Regions from separate parts of the Sus scrofa genome. Here region 1 is linked to region 2. The links are chromatin contacts, called in public HiChIP or PLAC-seq maps. All regions are on one chromosome and are shown on one strand. Each heading gives the region's core, a stretch centred on a gene start, on an enhancer-like site or on the middle of the called end of the contact. The rest is flanking DNA. Distances are from core to core; before and after follow the strand shown. Region 1 has its middle 25 kb from the start of MOAP1. Region 2 overlaps GOLGA5 (golgin subfamily A member 5).

Region 1 (5,544 bases), core at 1,095-3,594, 290 kb before region 2:
AAGTGGTCTTGGAAGTGCTGAGCCTGAACAATGCAACAATGTGTAATCACTTTTGTGGAAAGATTAGCTGAGATAAAGTGCTATGGAGAAGGCCAATTACTGTGACAGCTCTTGCTATTAATTTATATGTGAGCTTTCTGCAAAATAATAAGAGATGGTACAGAGAGCAAAGTTTCAATGAAAGCACAAAACTATGGGAGTTCCCGTCGTGGCTCAGCGGTTAACAAACCTGACTTATATCCATGAGGATGCAGGTTCAATCCCTGGCCTTGCTCAGTGGGTTAAGGATCCAGCATTGCCAAGAGCTGCAGTGTAAATCGCAGAAGTGGCTCCGATCCAGCATTGCTGTAGCTGTGGTGTAGGCCGGCGCTACAGCTCTGATTTGACCCTTAGCCTGGGAACCTCCATAGGCTGCAGGTGCGACCTTAAAAAGAAAAAAAAAAAAAAAAAAGCACAAGACTACAATTGTAAAATTTGCGCTCTGAGGATCAGGCCTCCAAATTTACAATTATTTATGTGGGAAAATTATTCTTAGGCTACAGAGTTTTAAATGATGAGAGTCTCTAGAAACCCATCATTCTCATGAAATGTGATTGATCAGATTCCGATCCCCAGGAGTAGAGCAGCTCAGCCAGAAAGGAAGTTCTTTCCTTCCCTCCTGCCCCAGAAAACCCAGTTGCCTCCAGGATACAAGAGAAGAAATAAAGCGTTTAGCTCCATTTCGTGTTAGGCTGTGCTTATCCCCCTTCTCTCATTTAATCCTTACAGCCCTCCCGGATTCTATTCACCCACCCGTCTAGCCTCGCAGCACATCTTCTGTCAGTGTCTTTTATCAGTTCCTTCCTACAATAATGAGGAAACTGAGGCTCAAAGAGGTTAAGTACTTTGCCCAAGACCCACAGCTGGCAATCAGTAGAGCTGGAATTTTAACCTAGGTCAGCTTGCTACCAAAGCCCACTTTGTTCCTGTTCAACAGGTGCTTCTAAGCTATTCTTGTGCTGTTACCTCCACCACCAAAAATTCAGCAGGAATAGGAGTTCTCCTGTGGTGCAGCAGGTTAAGGACCCAGCGTTGTCACTGCAGCAGCTCAGGTTGCTCCTGTGGTGAGGGTTTGACCCTGGGCCCAGTAACTTCCACATACTGTGGGTACAGCCAAGAAAAAAAAAAAAAAATCAGCAAGAATAAACAGGTGTCTGACTGTGATGGAGAGAAGTATTTCTCAGTAAGATATCTTTGCTCTTTCCTAAACTATTTCAATGTTCGAGGTGTCCCTGGACAGGACAATTCTGAAGATTGTTTAGATGGAAGTGGTCACACTTTTTCTCCAGATATAATGTCACCATCTGTGGTTAATACAGCAAAGGTATGTCTATCGGCAAACTTCTCAACCAGTGAGATTTGATTTTACATGCAAGATTTTGTTTTAGTTGAGTCAACAGCCTTTTAGCTTTGCGGAGTCAAGGAGGGCGAAAAGGTAGAAAATCGTGACATTGCAGCAAGAGCAGAAACTGCAGACACTTCCCAATGCTTTGGGACATTGTAATGATGTGTACGCATCCACTCACAAAACACAGATGAGGAAAAAGAAAGCATGAGACTTTGGTAATTTACTCATTGCCCAATAATAAGTCAGCACCTGCCTTGTACAAACAGGATCCCTCTGAAAGTGGAATGGCTGTGTTCTTGATTACATTGAAAATTGAATCTCCTAAGTGTGATTGAGGGGACATACATATTTTTCCTTTTCAAAATGCTTTTGTGTCTCTTATCTTGATTTATCTCTGCAACCTCCTTGCCTTGAACAAACTTTTATTACAGCACTTATTGACCTGTAGTTAATGTTTAGTGTATATGTCCGTGTCTCCCGCTGGTTTATGACCTTCTTCAGGGCAGAGGCCCTGCTGTATTTATGCATCTATAAAGCCTGAGCATTTGGCAAGGATATAAACCCACTGGATGCAATTTAAGCAAAAAAGAGGCTTTGTTTTAAGGAGCCCCAGGGTAGGAGTGCAGCCACTACTCAGAAGAACAGGAAACAGGCTCTCTGGCGATTCCTCATCTCTCGCATCTTCCTCATTAAACCTTCTCTCTGCAGAAATATCTTTCACTCCTTCCTGGTTCCCTCGGCTGAGAACCTGGCTGTCAGCATCCCCAGAGGGAGGTACAATTTGTCCAGTCCTGTGCCAAGAGCTTCATCGCTCTCTTGGTCCCAACTTCCCAGGTTTAAAGGGATCAAGATTCTGATTGGTCCGGCCTGGGTGAGGTGTTCCCCTCTAGCCCAATCAGCTGCGGCCAGAAGGGTGTGGTCCAATCCTAGGACTGAGGTTGTTCCCATGGTAACCAAGTGGCAAGGACAGGAAGGAAGAAGGCAAAGTTCCCTGAAAAAAGGAGGAAGGGGTGGGGCGGCCTAAGTGATAGGGTGCCTTGTCTTCACACTTGGCGCTCTGTAAATGCTTACTGAGCTACCTGGCTCTAAGGCTGCAGAATGCCGGCCTTTAGTTCTCCAAACGCAAAGAGCTCTTTCTGGACTAAGGGCTTCCCAGAGGCTCCTCTTTAGCATCATCCCCTTGGCCTGGCTGACTCCAGCAACTCCTTTGGATCTGCACTTGGATTGGCCGCCTCTTCAGATGGCCTTTACTGACCAGGCCCAGAATACCTTGCTCGCTTTCTTTATCTTTTTTTTTTTTTTTTGGTATTTTTAGGGCCACACCTGAGGCATATGGAGGTTCCCAGGCTAGGGGTCGAATTGGAACTGCAGCTGCTGATCTACACCACAGCCACAGCAACAGGGGATCCGAGCCGCACGCAACTTACACCACAGCTCATAGCAACACCGGATCCTTACCCCACTGAGCGAGCCCAGAGATCAAACCCACGTCCTCATGGGTACTAGTCAGATTCGTTTCTGCTGAGCCACCACGGGAACTCCTACCTTGATCTATTTCTTAAAAAACACTTGCTGTCTTGCAGTTACTTGTTTAATCTCCCCACCCCCACCCAAGGCTGTAAGTTCCATTGTTCCCAGATGCCCCAGTAGCTCCCCGTTCAAAGGACAGCCCTACAACTTGGAGGTGGGGACAGCAGGGACATTAATGCCCCTTTGACCAATGGGAGGTGGGAGAATTGGGTAAGTTCTTACCCTTTTTCCCTCAGTGGATTGTCCTGAAATGAAATTTCTGTAGCTTTTGAGAGGATGGTCCTGGAAGACGAAGCATCCTCATGCTTCCTTTGTCCCTCCTGCTCTCTGGAAGGGCTCTCCTTTATAAGCTTTGCCTCAGGCTCTGCTTTTCGGGGGACTCAAGCCAAGTTGCTAACTGTAGCTGGTGTACATAAAAAATTAAGTGTATTAGGCGTAAGCTCATTGCTCAGCGGGCCAAGGGTCCAGCGTTGTTGCTGCTGTGGCTCTGGTTACAGCTGCGGTGCAGGTTGGCTCCCTAGCCCTGGAACTTCCACATGGCATGAGCGTGACCAAAAAGAAAAAAAAAATGTTTTTTAGCACAGTGCTTAATGTATCAGAAATCCCACTCTCGCTATCGCTAGGTTCCGCTTTTCTCTAGTTTTTTATTTATTTATTTATTTATTTTATTGAGGCTTTCTCTAATGGAGGCAAGGTTGCCACCTGAAGCTCCAGCTATTCTCACAAGCAAAGAATGCTTCATGGCCTGGTTTCAGTCTGAGTTCGAAAGTGGATCCTCATGGTCTCTGATTGGCCCAAGGAGGAGCACGTGTTTTCCTCTGACCCAATCACTGAGCTGGTGAGGACCACGCTCCATCTCCAAGTATCCCCTCCTTTCAGGTTACAGGAGCAGTGCTAACCTGGAGGAAGGGGCAAGATGAGCTCAGCCTCATTCCCTGCCCGACTTCCATACACTGCACCACGACGGGAACTCCCCTTTTCCCATGTTTCGTTGTGGATGTTTTGTCTCCCTCCCAGATGGCAAATTCTTTGTTTTGTTTTGTTTTGCTCTTGCTTTTTTTGGAAGGGTGGGGGCATACCCAGGGCAATATGAAGCTCCCAGGCTAAGGGTTGAATTGGCCCTGCGGTTGCCGGCCTACACCACAGCCACAGCAACCCGGGATCCAAGCCATGTCTGCAACTTACATCGAAGTTCAGGGCAACGCCAGATCCTTAACCCACTGAGCGAGGCCAGGGATCAAACTGAGTCCTCATGGATACTTGTCGGGGTCGTTACCACTGAGCCACGACAGGAACTCCCAGATGGCAAACTCTTGAAGGGCAGTTACTTCCCCTTCCTTTCTCTGATATATAGGATGCATTTAATAAATGTCAAGTTAATGCTGAATGCATGAATACCTGAGGAAATAAATGAATTAGTGACCACCTGCCTACATAGTTCAAAAGACTAGAGGAGACCGCATGAGCTATTATATAATTGGTTTCTTCCATTTTCTGCCTTAAAGCACCTAAGAAGTTGGTTGCTTGAGCTCTGATCAATCTTCTTCCTCTGGTTACTTCTCCTTCCCGAACAGGCGGTGGTTGCAGCATCAGAGGGTTTGGTCACCACCTTGGTATAACAAAGTCCCACCCCTCATCACAGCTGATTGGACCAGAGCCGAACACCTGACCCGAGCTGGGCCAATGGAGTCCAAGGAATTTGAAATTGGGGAATAAGAGAGGCCAAGCTTCAGAATGGCTGCTTTTTCCAGTAGAGGGGCATGAAAATCTGGAATCTGTTGACGGTGGTGGTTCTTTGACCCAGGGACTGGGGAGCAGAGAAAGCCAACCTACTCTATCAGGAGAGAAGAGTGCAAGTAGAGGAACGAGAATGAAAAGAGAGCGGAAGGGTAGCCTAGGCTGCAAAAGCACGCCAGTTCCTGCTTCCAGTCCCATCTGAAACCTGCCTGTGCTCCAGCTTGGTTCCCATAACATACACATGCATATTTTAAAATCTGTGAACTTCCCGGTAGCTCAGTGGAAAGGAATCTGACTAGCATCCATGAGGATGCAGGTTTGATCCCTGGTCTCCCTTAGTGGATTAGGGATCTGGCGTAGCCGTGAGCTGTGGTGTAGGTCGCAGACGCCGCCGCTCAGATCCCTCACTGCTGTGGCTGTGACCTAGGCCTGTGACCTAGAGCTCCAATTTGACCCCTAGCCTGGGAACAGACACATGCCGCAGGTAGCGCCGTAAAAATAATATAATAAAATAAAATATTTATTTTTATATGAATTGTAAAGATTAATTTGAGCCTATCTCACTCCTATAATTTGTACTGTCCACTCTCTCACCCCTATATTGCCCCCTCTCTCACTTAAATTCTAATAATAGGAGTTCCCGTTGTGGCGCAGTGGTTAAGGAATCCGACTAGGAACCATGAGGTTGTGGGTTTGATCCCTGGCCTTGCTCAGTGGGTTAAGGATCTGGCGTTGCAGTGAGCTGTGCTGTAGGTCGCAGATGCGGCTCGGATCCCGCCTTGCTGTGGCTCTGGGGTAGGCCGGCGGCTACAGCTCCAATTAGACCCCTACCCTGGGAACCTCCATATGCCGCAGGAGCGGCCCTAGAAAAGGCAAAAAAAAAAAAAAAA
Region 2 (5,517 bases), core at 2,209-4,708:
ACAGGGTAAGTGAATGCATCATTGTGTCAGTTAACGGCAAAGACTGGTACATCTGAGTGGTAGGCACATGTTATTTTCTATGTTTTACTTTTTCAGTTGAAAAAAGTCTTAGCGACACTAATGAAAGACCTATTAATAAGAAGATTTATCATTGTGGTTTCCTAAGGAAGCTGGCAAGCAGCACACCCAGCACTACAGAGAGAAGGTATAAAATTCTGGAATAATTACTATCTCCTCAGTGACTGCTACAAGATCCTTGTCTAAGAAGCAAGCCACAGAAGATAGCAAATGCAGGCTCAAACGGCATTAGATAAAAACTCTATCAGGTTGAAAATAACTAATCTCACTCCTCTAAACTGGAGAACTCCGGTAAAAATATGGGAAAAGAAAGTCTTACCGTATCCTTTAAAAAAACGTGGTTTTGGAGTTCCCCTCGTGGCTCAGCAGACTCTGACTAGCATCCATGAGGATGCAGGTTCAATTCCTGGCCTTGCTCAGTGGGTTAAGGATCCGGAGTTGCCATAAACTGTGGTATGGGTCACAGACGCAGCTCAGATCCCGTGTTGCTGTGGCGTAGGCCACCAGCTACAGCTCCGATTTGACCCCTAACCTGGGAACTTCCATATACCACTAGTTCGGCTCTAAAAAGACAAAAATAAATAAATAAATAAATAATAAATTAAATTAAAAAATGTACTTTTACAATGGCATCTTTCCCAAGTTGTGAAAGCCGATTCATACCTGATTCCTGAGTTTCTGAATCTCATCTTCTCGATCTTTAATTCTGCTTTGCAATGTGTTCTTTGTTCGATACAGATCTTCTTCCATGTAGTGAAATTCCTACGAAGTGAGGCACAAATAAACCAAAGCTAAATCAGTGCTCCGTAGTTCATCTCCAGTACCTGGAAGTACCTGCCTGACACAAAGCAGGCAGGCACTCGGTCGTTCTGTGCTGGGTATATACTGAATGAAGTAACGAACAGCCTTCAATGGATCCAACGAGAAGTTAATGCTTCGGCCTGACATGTCAATTTGCAGGTGATGACTCTGCAAGCACACGCCTTTATTGGTCATACATTTTTGTTTTTCTTGGATAGATACGTAGGAACAGAATTGCTGGATTATATGATAAGTGTATGCCTAACCTAGGAAGAAAATCTGCCAAGTTGTTTTCTGAACAGTTTTCAAAGTACCTGTACCATTTTGCATTCCCACAGCAAGATGAGAGGGTTCCGGGTCATCCACAGCCTTTCCAACATTTGGTACTGTCAGTCTCTGTAAGCGTGGCTGTCATAGTGGCTATGTGGTGGTGTCTCACTGCAGTTTCAACCAGCATTTCCCTAATGATTTTAAGCAGTTTTTCATAGGCTTAGTTTTAGCATGCAGTATCTTGCACCTGTTTTACTCATCAGTGATAAAAGAGAGGTAAGAAAGAAATACCTCCAAATTTACTAACAAGTACACCAAGCTGGCTTGTCCAAGGTACACAATCCGTGGCGTCAGACCGGAAGTAAAAAGTAAAGCACACGTCGGGGAAGAAAGAGTAAGTCATTAAGTATCTTCAAAGGCACCATGCTTAACTGTGCAGGCAAAGTAGAGGGAGACGTATGAAAAAGCAAACGTGAAATGGAATCAAACTGCTAGAGGCTAATTTAAACATTTATTTCAACCTGCTCATTTCAGACGGAAAAAACTGAGACAAGTGAAAAAAGAGAAAATGAGGAAGGGAATTAGGTAGGGGAGTAACAATTCACAAGAAGTTCTGCCCGGCTTCCTCTAAGCTCTAGGTTAGATTATTTAATCCCAAGATGAAGTATTTCCCATCCAGAACATCTGGTTACTAAATAAACAGCCTAGAGCTACACTTGGCTCCACTTTGCTTACTCACCTCCCTCAATTTAGAAAAGGGCACCGAAGGGGATGTGGTGAAACCATCGGCGGTAACACAGTGAAAGTTATCTCATTAACCATCAAGAACATCCATTCTTTGCCTTTTAATATGTAATAGCTCCTTAAATATGCTAAAATGCAATCTGTAAAAGGACAGCTAATCTTCTAACTAAATTATCTCCGACAGCCTAGGATGTGCCCAACAGGCTGCTACTTAGAGATTTTTTTCTCTAACTACTCAGAAAACAGAATCAAATGCCACTTTCATAAGAAAAACAAACATTTCTCTGAGAATAGAATCAGTTTCAGAAACAATACATCTTCATAAGAAAATATTTAAAGAATATAAATATGCAAAGCTAGAAATGCTATAAATGAGGCGCTGAGAAATATACAAATAGTCTTCTCTTCTGTAAAATGAAGAGAACAATGATTTTACTGTTTAGAGAGAATAAGATAATGCATTCTAAGTGCCTATAATATGCTGTTGCTCAGTAAATTATAGATGTTATTAATATTAAATACAGATTCTTATTCCAAAAATGTTACTGTAAACATGTTTAACTGTATTAATACTATTATACAAGTATATTAATGTAAAATAGTTTGGCTTGGGAAGCAATTATACTAATCAAAAGAAACATAACTTTAAACATCATTTATAAGCATTTTTTCAAACAGAAAGAGTAATCTATACAACTAATGCTGTATTTCTATTTCTATTAAGTAATATTTATTTATTTTGGTTTTTTTAGGGCCACACCCACAGTATATGAACGTTTCCAGGCTGGGGATTGAACTGGAGTTGTAGCTTCTAGCCTACGCCACAGCTCACAGAAACACCAGATCCTTAAACCACTGAGTGAGGCCAGGGATCGAACCTGCGTCCTTGCAGATACTAGTCAGTTTCATCACTGCTGAGCCATGACAGGAACTCCCTTAAGTAATATTTATTTACTACTGTTTTTAGAAAGTACAAATGAAATAAAATATGAAAATCGAGTGATGTTTTAAGTGCTCTATACATACACACTCTGACAAGGAGGTATAATAAAACACAGAACCGTGGAAAGAATCCTGGGTTCTGTTCTGGTCTCTAATCAGTTGTGTGATACTAGGCAAATCTCAAAACTATTTTGTGCCTCTATTTTTCATCTGTTAAAAAAAAAAACAATGAGGAAGGTGGGGCAGAAAGGCAGGAGGGATCTCTGAGCACAACCTCGAAGAATTTCTCTAAGCTGCTTCACTAGATGTCTCCTCACATGACCGCTAGTGGGCAGTCTTGCCTGGTCGTTATCAACCTTAAACTTCACCTGCTTCTGTCGCTCCAACTCGGCCTCGAGTTCTTGTTTAGATGCTTTCTGTCCAGCTATTTGGTCTTGCAGATCCTGTAGCCGTTCTCTTGCTGATTCTGCTTCACTAACCTGCTGAGCTTCCATGTCCTAAAAAGATGAATTTACATGTGAAGGCAATAATGAGCTATTCAGTCCAATATTTACTAAGCAATCACCAGGCGCTGTGAACAGGGCTCAGCAGGCACTGGAGGGGGAGAGGTGAATGAGACACAGTCACAGACTAAGAGAAGCACACAGACTTCACTATAAGACAGGGCAAACGGTGAAAGAAATGGACAGGATGGCACAGCAGGAACCACCGTTTGAATAAGTATGCGCAGACAGCGAGGCTCACTGGGAGATTTACCTCTCTATTCAAAAACTAATGATTTTGGAGTTCCTGTCATGGCGCAGTGGTTAACGAATCTGACTAGGAACCATGAGGTTGCAGGTTCGATCCCTGGCCTTGCTCAATGGATTAAGGATCCGGCATTGCCATGAGCTGTGGTGTAGGTCACTGACACAGCTCGGATCCTGTGTTGCTGTGGCTCTGGCATAGGCCAGTGGCTACAGCTCTGATTCAACCCCTAGCCTGGGAACCTCCACATGCTGTGGAAGCAGCCCTAGAAAAGGCAAAAAGACAAAACAAAACAAAACCACTAATGATTTCAAGAAGAATAGAGATATAACCTCAAAGAGGATTCACTGCCTTAGTCCCCTGAAACTGCAGATTATAATTAGCTTTTGTGTATGTGTGTATATCAGTAATCCAACACACAGTAAAAACAGAACTTTTCTCTCATATCACCTAAGGTTATTAGCACATTATTTTCCTTTTCAGCTCTATTACTACTATCTGTTTGCACCTCTTCCCACACTAACTTCTTCACTTGGTGTCACTATTCTCACTTCTTCAAACTCAAAAACCACCTTCTAGGTTTCCTGTGAAAGCCACCAGTAAACACAGCTCCGTGTCTCTACGTTTTCCCCACGGGGTAAGCATCCGTGCAGTCATGCAGTACCGCATGAGACAAAAACCTGCATCTTCATGTCGCTTTTCAGCTTTTGGTACCTTGTGTTACACACACTCATCTCCACAACCGCTGGCACTTGGCATGTTGTTTGAAAGAGATGACAGATTAGTGATACTCTCAGATGATCAGTGTCATCACACAATTTGGTGGACTTAGACGAGAACAGCAATAAGTTAAATTATCTTTCCCTACCACTTTCAGGTCAGCAGAAGGGGGGCTAATCTCTGTCATCAATTTAACTAAAGCACATGAATTCTTGAGAGGTAAGCAGTCTGCACAGTGGTTAAGGATACATATTCTAGAATCAGACAGACTAGCGTTCCAACCCTGGCTCTGCCACTTCACAAGTCATGGCAAGTTACTCTCCTCCACACCTGTGTCTCCTCAAACTGTAAAATGAGAACACGGTAGCGCCCTCGTGGGGTTAATGACAAAGAATAAACGACAGGATATATGGTGAGCGCTTCGTGAAGTGCTTGGCATATTAAGTGCTCGGTAAATGACAGCTACTAAAACTGTGAACAGTTCTTCCATGTTGCCAGACTTAATGCTATACTCTTTATTATCAACTTCACAAACTTTTTGAGAAAGGGTAGGAAAATGTGTCGGTGTCATCAGTGATGCTGGGGTAGGGATGCGATATAAATAAATCATTTCATAATTGCAACAAAAAGACCCTAAATAGGTATGAATAAGTGTAGCCTTTACTCAACTTCTAAATTTATGGAAACAAACTCTTTGGAATTGAAAATTATTTACAGAAAAAAGACCCTACTTCAAAGAATAATAAGGAACCCCCCCCCCAGAAATAACAGCAGCTGCTATTTACTCAGCCTGCTATGTGTCAGGAGCAATGCTCGGCCCTTTACACATATTATCTCTTGTTCCCAAGAGAACCAGGTTCTCTTCTTTTTTTTTGCCCCCTCTGCAACCTACACCATAGCTCACAGCAACGCCGGATCTCTGACCCACTGAGCGACACCAGGGATCGAACCTGCATCCTCATGGATATTAGTTGGGTTTGTTACCACTGAGCCACCATGGGAACTACTGAGAACCATGCTCTTATCTTCAATTTACAGATAAGAAAACTAAGACCCAGTGAGACGAAGTACCTGGTGCGAGGTAACCCACCTCTTAAGTGTGACATCGGGACCCGGGATCTGCATCTTGATCTGACAGTCAAACCTGAGCCCCAGACAAACCAGCCCACTCCCACCACCTCCACGTTTTCCACGATAGTTCACGTACATCCTACA

Evidence for each region. HiChIP or PLAC-seq counts read pairs in DNA pulled down with a chosen protein or histone mark.
Region 1: a contact with region 2 is called in an H3K27ac HiChIP or PLAC-seq map of alveolar macrophages. The contact joins two enhancer-like sites. A contact is called at or near these places in 2 of 47 Hi-C or Micro-C datasets (embryonic fibroblasts and epiblast stem cells) and 1 of 2 datasets of contacts at active chromatin or transcription factors (alveolar macrophages).

The regions. Positions count from the first base shown.
Region 1 is chr7:114,546,046-114,551,589 of Sscrofa11.1, reverse strand. No RefSeq gene overlaps it. Among named protein-coding and RNA genes, the nearest start is that of MOAP1, 25 kb to the left of the region's middle. Within about 2 kb of position 2,344, at least 7 of the 83 cell types and tissues checked have an H3K27ac peak or open chromatin away from gene starts, as enhancers often do. A contact at or near this core is called in alveolar macrophages, where this site is marked.
Region 2 is chr7:114,257,247-114,262,763 of Sscrofa11.1, reverse strand. It overlaps GOLGA5 (golgin subfamily A member 5), which reads right to left. Exons shown (of 13, transcript XM_013989218.2): 8 at 3,204-3,332; 9 at 742-840. Among named protein-coding and RNA genes, the nearest start is that of GOLGA5, 23 kb to the right of the region's middle. Within about 2 kb of position 3,458, at least 8 of the 83 cell types and tissues checked have an H3K27ac peak or open chromatin away from gene starts, as enhancers often do. A contact at or near this core is called in alveolar macrophages, where this site is marked.